Linked DNA regions of Drosophila melanogaster: region 1 is linked to region 2. Evidence: chromatin contacts called from public Hi-C data. All regions are on one chromosome and are shown on one strand. The core of a region is the stretch at or near the end of the contact, and the rest is flanking DNA. Distances in the headings are between cores, read along the strand shown.

Region 1 (3,983 bases), core at 896-3,395, 92 kb after region 2:
TCCGCTTAGAACAAGTTTCGTTTGTGAGATTAGCTCACTTTTCAGCCTATATTCATACATATATATAGATTGATAAGAACATTTGACAGTTCCGTTTTCTTTTTATTATTATTATTATTAGGTTGATAACGGCTCTTATTTGTGCTGAGCGGCCAAGGGAACACCTTGAAACATGGGTCATTTATAAATATTTGTATATTTGTGTATATAGTGGCTACTAAAAGTCGAAGCAGCTGTCTGTCAATATGTCCATCAAACGGTTTCCCTTTCTTGGACGAAGTCAAACATTTGTCTGGGACGTTATTTGGCACAAGCAGAAAAAAAATAATATAGGTATGTATATGTTCGATTTTCGAAAATTGCAAACAGGTGATCGACAGGTGTGATGCGATCAGCAATGAAATGAGTAAAACGTTGAGAACTGTAAATAGGATAGAAGTGAAATAACTAAAAACTTATACGTGGGACCCAACTTGGTCAAGGAACTATTTATTTGGTGGCATATTAGTTTCAAATAAAAATGGATCAAGTAACAGGAAAATTAACAAGAAAATGGACCAGCGAAATGTGCTGTTTTTCAAATATTAAATTAAAATTAAATTTTAAATATATATTATATTATATTAAATTATTAAAGCTCGTTCTTGAATTGATGGAACCAATTGGATAAGATTAAATAGTTTTCCTTGAAAACAGGTATGTCATTTTGGGTTGCACCACCAAGTAGTACTCCAGTAGTACTCAAGTAGTACTCCCTCTTCTTGTGATTGAAGTTTAAATTTATTGCTTATTTAAGCAAACAATCTTGGTTAAACAACGACTAATCCTAACCTTTTCCGTAACCCGACTCAAATTAAACTACAGGTCATACAAATCTTTTTGAATATCTGTTTTCTTTTTTGGGCAATCATCTCATGCAAAACTAATGCGTCAGTCGGGACAGGAAGGAGATAAAAATAAAAGTGCAAATTGCATTTAAATTGTCCGGCTGCTGCAGTTTCGGTGAGAGCCATTAAATCGTTTTATTGCTCGGCAGAGTTCGGTCCTCGACAGCCACAAAAGGTACACTCACTCACAGGTAAACAATGATACAGGTAAGGAATCCGACCGCTAATTGCATTCGAATGCCCACGAATTTGTTGTAAAGAGGTATACGACGACCACGGCACGTGTGCGGCTAATTAACTTCTGGCCGAGTGTCAAGCATCGCAAAGATGTCGCGACTTTTCAAGGTTTATGCGCCAAAAGAATGTATATATATCTAACATTACTTGGAAATCCTTTCTATATAAACGATATATCTTGGATATATGTACTATGTACGTATCATTTGCTTGGCTTATTTTTAGGCAATTCAGTTGAATAGACTTTCATCTTGACCTGAATTTTTGCGATGTTTCTATTTTTTGTTTGTTTCTTTGGCTACTTTCTCTTGTTTATTTTGGTTTAATAATAAGAACTCATTGAATTTGTTAGTGCCTCTCATCCTTGTGACCATTTTTTGCACTATAATTTAATTGAAAAAAATTTCAGAGTATTTATTTTACTATTGGCGACATACAGATTTTGGGTTAAGGACAAAAACACGCCAAAAACCAATTACTCAAAAAAAAGGAACTATATAGCTGAAATTATCTGGGTTGGAACATAAAACCATTTGTTTTCTGGTAAAAATGTCATTGTTCTTATACAAGTTTTTTAAGCAATTTTTAACTTGAGTTCTGATTTGGTCGAGTTTGAAATTAACTCTGAGTCATGCGGAATATTGAAGACCCTGAATATTCTACTTTATTATGCCTTCCTAGAATACAATTAACCCTATCAAATATTTGGTCACAAATCAAAAGTTCTTTTTCCACCTATGCCAAAAGGGTCTCAAAACTTGGTAAACAAATACGCTGAACAAAGAGGAACCATCAAAAAATAAAAAGAAAAGAGAACTACAAACAAAACAAAATGAAGAGCCCCACAAAAACAACCATTAAGGAAAAATTAAAACTCGAAAGCGAACAAAAAAAAATGCCCACAAATAATCATGAATTATTCAAGGCCAATCGAGGCAGTCACAATAACACTATTTGATAAAAGTCTGTGTGTATCGTTCGATTTGTGTGTTTACTATTTAGTGTTCTGCACCCAAATAAATGGGGCCTTAAAGCTTTCGGCACAATAGTTCAGTTCGCCATTTTTTTCTATTCGCACTCCACTGTATGTATACCCTTCAAAAAAGGGGTTAGTCATTTTGAGGATTCACTCTGTTCATTTTCAAGAAAACCAGCTAGTGTTAAAAGTGGTATCTTTCGATAGGGTATTCAAACATTCTCTCATTAGATTGACGCTTTATTTCTAGCACGCTCTTTTTGGATGATATATTTTGGGGATGTAGAACTTAATTATTTTGTTTTGCTATATATTTTCTATGTCTATTTTCGGCACAACGCCAGATCGTCAGATCGCACATTTTACCTCTTTACCCCTAACAAGAACTATTCAAAGATGTCAACATAATTTGCATTCCTTCAGTTATTGTGCGGAATATTTTCGATCATTTTCCGTTTCCGTTTTAATTGAATGGTATTCAATTTGTGTGTGTGTGGAATAATTTCATACGTGTACATATGCATATTTAAGCAAATTTAATATATGCAAAAAAATATATGGGTTACTAATTGACTTACGCAGACCACAGAATAACAAAATTTGTTGATTTAATATTAGAAATTATTGTTTTGCTTACCTGCAAAGAGAAGAAGCAGAATAGAGAGTGTCAAAAATATGTAAACAGAATTATTGTCGAATTTATTCTAAGGCAAATAAATAAAACAGTCAGCGGGAAAATAAATTTCTAGGAATATTTATGCAGGCGAATATAGTAAATAACAAGTGGAATATTTTGTTGTTTCGAAAATTGGTAGTCGTCACTAATCAACAAGAGTAAGCTGGCAATATATGTATCTATACTCTGTTTCGTAATAACTACTTTTAATTAATTGATATATTGGGTTTTTTGTTTTCGAATATAAAACTAAATTCGAACAATTTTTTTTGAACATTTGCTTTGAGATTTCCTCCGGAATTTCTCTTGAGAAATTTTCCGTGGCAGACAAACGTTTCTTAATATGTTTTTAGTTGAGTTATAATGCGGAAGCTAAAGTCGCCACAGTTTTATGTGGGGGTCTAAGCAGACTCACACACATATGTACATACATAGTTATAAAAGCACAAACACACCATTCTGTGATATATTTATTGGCGTTTTGTTTTCGCAGCAACGTAGAGCAAAGGCGGGGCCATAACAAAATAGAAATGCCTGCTTGGGGGATAGGCGGCATAAACTTTCTGTGGGGCCAACGGATTGCCAGCTCGTTTCGTCGTGTTGCCTCAAATGACATATTGGTGTCAATTAAAATGCAAAAGGCCCAAAAATAAAGCGAAAGACAAAGCCAGGGAATCAAAACCAACGCACACATTAATCATCCATTGCAAAATCTTATTTAAAAATTTTTTTTTTTTTTTTAGCGATTTGAGTGCGAGTGAGATCGCCATGTCTCGGGCCAAACGCGTTTCGCGTTGGCGTTCGATCATGGCCAAATTTAAATCACATATGTATGTATGTTCGTATGTACATATGTACATATGGGTGTACATACAAGTCCGTCCGAATACATCAGGTGAGGTAGGTGTGTCTCGGCCAATTGCCAACGCGCACGCCACGCACACGCAGCGCATTTGTGATTTTCTTAACTCGGCTGAGATCTGCGATCGCAGATCTGAGATCAGCTGGCTCCAGCTAAGATCATTTGCAAAGTGAGTTGTCGAACAGGTCCCCGAAATAAATGAAAAAAAAAAAAACAAAATCGAATCGGTCGCACCTCGGCCGAAATCGATTAACGCATGTTTTTAAATCAGTCGATGGCGGCGCTGCTGCCCATTTACAATTAATTTATGTCAGCAGTGCACTTGAAAATATGCTAAATCGCTAG
Region 2 (4,144 bases), core at 1,183-3,682:
CATGGAATGCGGCAATTCCTTAAACAACAACAACATTGGCGGCAATATCAACGGAAACGGAAATGGAAATGGCGGAGTCAGCGAACAACGCCCCCTATCGGGCAAAGTCCATGCTGCATCTCCTCCGCCCGTCGTCGGCAACAACAACAACAACAATAGTAATCTAATAGTCCGTTACAACAAACTAAGCTCGGGCAGCTCCTCCGCGAGCTCATCGCCGCCACATCATCAGCAGCACTCGCCACCACCGTCGATGCACCACCAAAGCCATCCCAACCACCCACTCCAGCCGTCCTCCATGTCCACAAACATGGCCACAAATGGCCATCAGTTGTATCCGGCGATAACGGCAACGTATTGGCTCCCGCCGCCGAATCCGGCGCCATATTTAGTTCCAGGTAATTAGTGTTACTTGCACGGACCACCGTCCAGCTAAGCCTCGTCGGTCCGAGCACAGTGGAGCCTCCGTAAGACGGATAGGCAAAAAAAAATACTTTATACTTTTAACTGACCTCCCCTTGTGGTGATACGAGGAAATATAACATTTAAGAATTACCTAATTTGTTATATTGAAGAACTCGTCACATAAATTCATTTATTTATACTAATTTAATTCTCAGAAATACAAATTTTCAATATGTTGAATTGATTTTTCATAAATTCATACTATACCAATTTGATTTATAGCTAAGTAAATATGGCTTGATGACATTTTATCGTTCGTATCTGACAGCTTAGCTTTAACAAGACAATTTAAAACTATAAATAATTTATGAAGTTGCCAAAGGTTAGAACAACTGTATTGAAAGGTGTTTTTTCATTATAAACTAAAATGAATTACAAATTTTCACTCGACACGTCGTTCTTAATGATCTTTCACTGTGGCATCTATTGTCTAAAACTCATTGCATTTCTACGCTTTGGCAGCGGAAGCGCGTCGCCTGCAAAAACGTTGCAAATTTTATTTTCGTGTTTATTGTGAAGCTCGCGAGGATTACAAAGCCAAAAGCGGGTGGGCGGACTGGCCGCTAGGGGGCGCCAGCAGAGCAATTTTCCGGAGAAAACATGACGATGGCAAAGGGGCGGCGAGTGTTCCATGTTTCGATGAAACTTTCGTGTTTTTATTTTCCTGCTCTTTTGTTGGATTGTCGTGTATTTTATTTCCTTTTCGCGCCAAGTGGCTAAATGTTAAACCAATATGTATGTGTGTGTGTGTGTCTGGAGGGGGGGGGGGTGGGGATATGTACATGTTGAGCTTGCATTTCGTTCCCTTTGTATGTGTGTGTGTGTGTGTAAATGTGTTTGGGTAATTTCATTTGCAAACGCCACTTGCTAGGCGGCTAATTAAATTTTAGCTTTGTCATGGGACTTTTGAACTCCCCAGCTTCGGTGGGGGAAAATCCTGTATAAATGAATCTTCCTAGTTTGACTGCGTTTTATTCGGGTTTGTAAAGTAATTTCGTATTGTTTGTGGAAAAGAAGAACAATGCACGTGCTATTTTTTCAACTTTTCATCTCAAGAAATTCGAATTCGTTTGCACATTAAATAACTTCACTATCACATTCGTGCCTCGTTGATTAGCACAGCTGTGCTAAAAATTTAATCAACTAGCAACTGTGAGACTTTAATCAGTTTGAAGTGGTTTTAGATTCATATTTTGAACCTCTGCTAAAGAGAAATGTGTATATAATTTAGAATATTTTGTAGAGCCTGACAAGGAAAGTGACTTTGCCGTCTGATTCCGCTGATTCTTCAGCTCTTCCTTTTGCCACTGGTTTCCTGTCTGGTGTCTGAGATGTGACAGTTCCTTAGGATGCCTTGGGTCACATGATTTTTGGGGTCTTTGGTGTTCTGGGCCCTGTCGTTGGCATGCAAAAGCTACGTGACATGTGGATAGTTGCTGTTGCAGTTGTGTTACCACAGCGAAACGTGTTACATTTATGTTAACGCATTTGCACACGTTAAACGAGAAAGAGGCAGAGAGGGTTGGCGGGGGGAAATGGAGAAAATTCATTTATAATGCCTTGCCACAAGTTCTGAAACCAACAACATTATGTAACACTCCCCATCCATCCACACATCCATCCAGCTGTTACACTTCACTTTTGACTGACAGCCATTTTGACACACACGCCCCCATTTCTGGGTTCCACCGCCCCGAAAAGTTACTTGATCTTGCCATACAATTATTATCTCCCGCTCGTCTGCATCGAATTGCTTTCGAAATACATGCACTTTATATATTTATAGTTTTTTTTTCCCTCCATCGGTTCTTCTTTATTTTCTCCGTGTCTGCCCGTGAATTCCCCTCTGGCTGCTTATTTATCAACGCTTTGACTTTGGCTGCTTTTGGTCACATTCAAAGTCGGACGCAAAGTCGAAGTCAACAATTCATTTCGCAAACATATATTGCATAAATATGCAAGTCATGCGCCGAGTTAGACGGAACACAATTGATGGGTTAACATGGGCATGGTAGGGTATTCCTGGGGATTGGGGGCTACTAGACAGAAGAAGAAGGAGCAGCGAAGGAACCCCTGTCAACAGTCACAAGCTGCAATTCCCCAAACGCTGAGGTAATGTCTGAGTTGTTGAAGCTACAAAAAGCTTTCACGGAGTTAAATGCAAATTGGTATAAGTATGGGAAACCTGAATGGTCATACGGAATATGGGCCAGTTAATATTCTGAACATATAGATGGTGATGATAAAAAAACAATAGGAAAATTGCTATTCAACATAAGGAGAAGATTGTAATGTGCGCGAAACATGAGTTTGATTTGTTATTTTCTCATTCGAACCTTCTCTACTGATCGATCTACTCACTTTATTGGCAGCTAATTCCCGGCGAACTCTTAGCCATTTAGCAATTGGCCCGGGCAGGCACATGTATGTATGTCCCTTAAACCCTTGGTAGCCCCAAATCCATTCGGCAAATCAAACATCGAGTGCCGGGCGACAAGTGACCGAAAAGTTGAACAACGAGCGAGTTCAACGTACACCGCAGAATGAGCAGCAGCCACAATTTTGCATAGACAATACACGAGAGCAACAAATGGTGAATGCGTTACAGTTCAATAGCGATTGACATGGGTGAGTCGCAGGAGGGGTTAAGGGGTCTAAGGGCGGGGTACGGCGGGGCTCGAGGGGTTCAATGGGTCGCTTGATCGACTGAACGTCCCATAAGAACGAAATGAAATTCTGTCGCGACAAATACACAACAATGCGGAATACGTAATCAATTGATTCGGATGTGGCAAGGGGGCAACTCAAACAGATACATTCGTATCTGTGTTTCGTTCGTATCTGTGAGGCATATCTGCATATATTTACATGTAGCCCGAAACAAAGCGAGCTCGTAACAATCGAGCACCAAACTTTAGATTGTTGGAAAATGCTGCCGATATGCAAACTTTCCGACAAATTCGCATTTATTGCCTATTTATCTGAGCAAAAACGGGCACGAAACCATCTTGATATGTCTACATACACACATAAACTATGCATTAGCACATCTGCTGGACTCTTATCCTTCAGCTGCAGCACTGGTATCCTTCTGACTGCAGCCTACGTAAATGGAAGATGAATTCCGCTCCAGGAATCTTAAGCTAATTTGGTCTGGAAGTCTAGAATGTGCCGGGAATGCCTTATGAGCCCAGGCTCAGAGAAATTGGTAATACGAGTATGTGCAGAAGGCGAAGAAGATGCCACGAAGAGGATTAAGCAGATTCCCATTTGACTTAGTGGTCAATGTGCTCAGGAGCTAGTCACAAACCAAAGTTTGAATTTTCAATTAAATTTATCGCTTTGATCGTAAATTGTGTGCGAAAGTTTGATGGGTTGTATTAAACAAGATGACATTGCATTTCATCATAGGTCGGAACTTAAAGTTGTATAAAAAGTTGTAGGGTTGCAGTCTATAAAAGCCTTAACTAAACTGGTATAGAATCATGTTGATAGTATAACATAAAATCAGCACACCCTCACTGTCATTTTTCCCGAAAGTAATCACCTAAAGCCATTCCACAAATTTACTGAAGATCCCCAACTGATTACTATGCAAAGCGCATTTTGAGGCATGTTAAAAAAAGTATAAAGAAATACAAAAAAAAAAAAGAAGCTCAAAGAACCAGGGAGAACTTGA

The links. Hi-C and Micro-C count contacts between places; a contact is called where the count stands out from the background.
Region 1: a Hi-C map of the Kc167 cell line shows a contact between it and region 2, with 2.9 times the contacts expected there. A contact is called at or near these places in 4 of 107 Hi-C or Micro-C datasets (the Kc167 cell line, the OSC cell line and the Ras3 cell line).

Annotation. Positions count from the first base shown.
Region 1 is chr2L:12,465,681-12,469,663 of dm6, forward strand. The region is part of intron 6 of bun (bunched); the gene reads right to left. Among named protein-coding and RNA genes, the nearest start is that of mir-967, 7.6 kb to the left of the region's middle.
Region 2 is chr2L:12,373,714-12,377,857 of dm6, forward strand. All of the region lies in intron 5 of bru2 (bruno 2), which reads left to right. Among named protein-coding and RNA genes, the nearest start is that of CG17010, 19 kb to the left of the region's middle.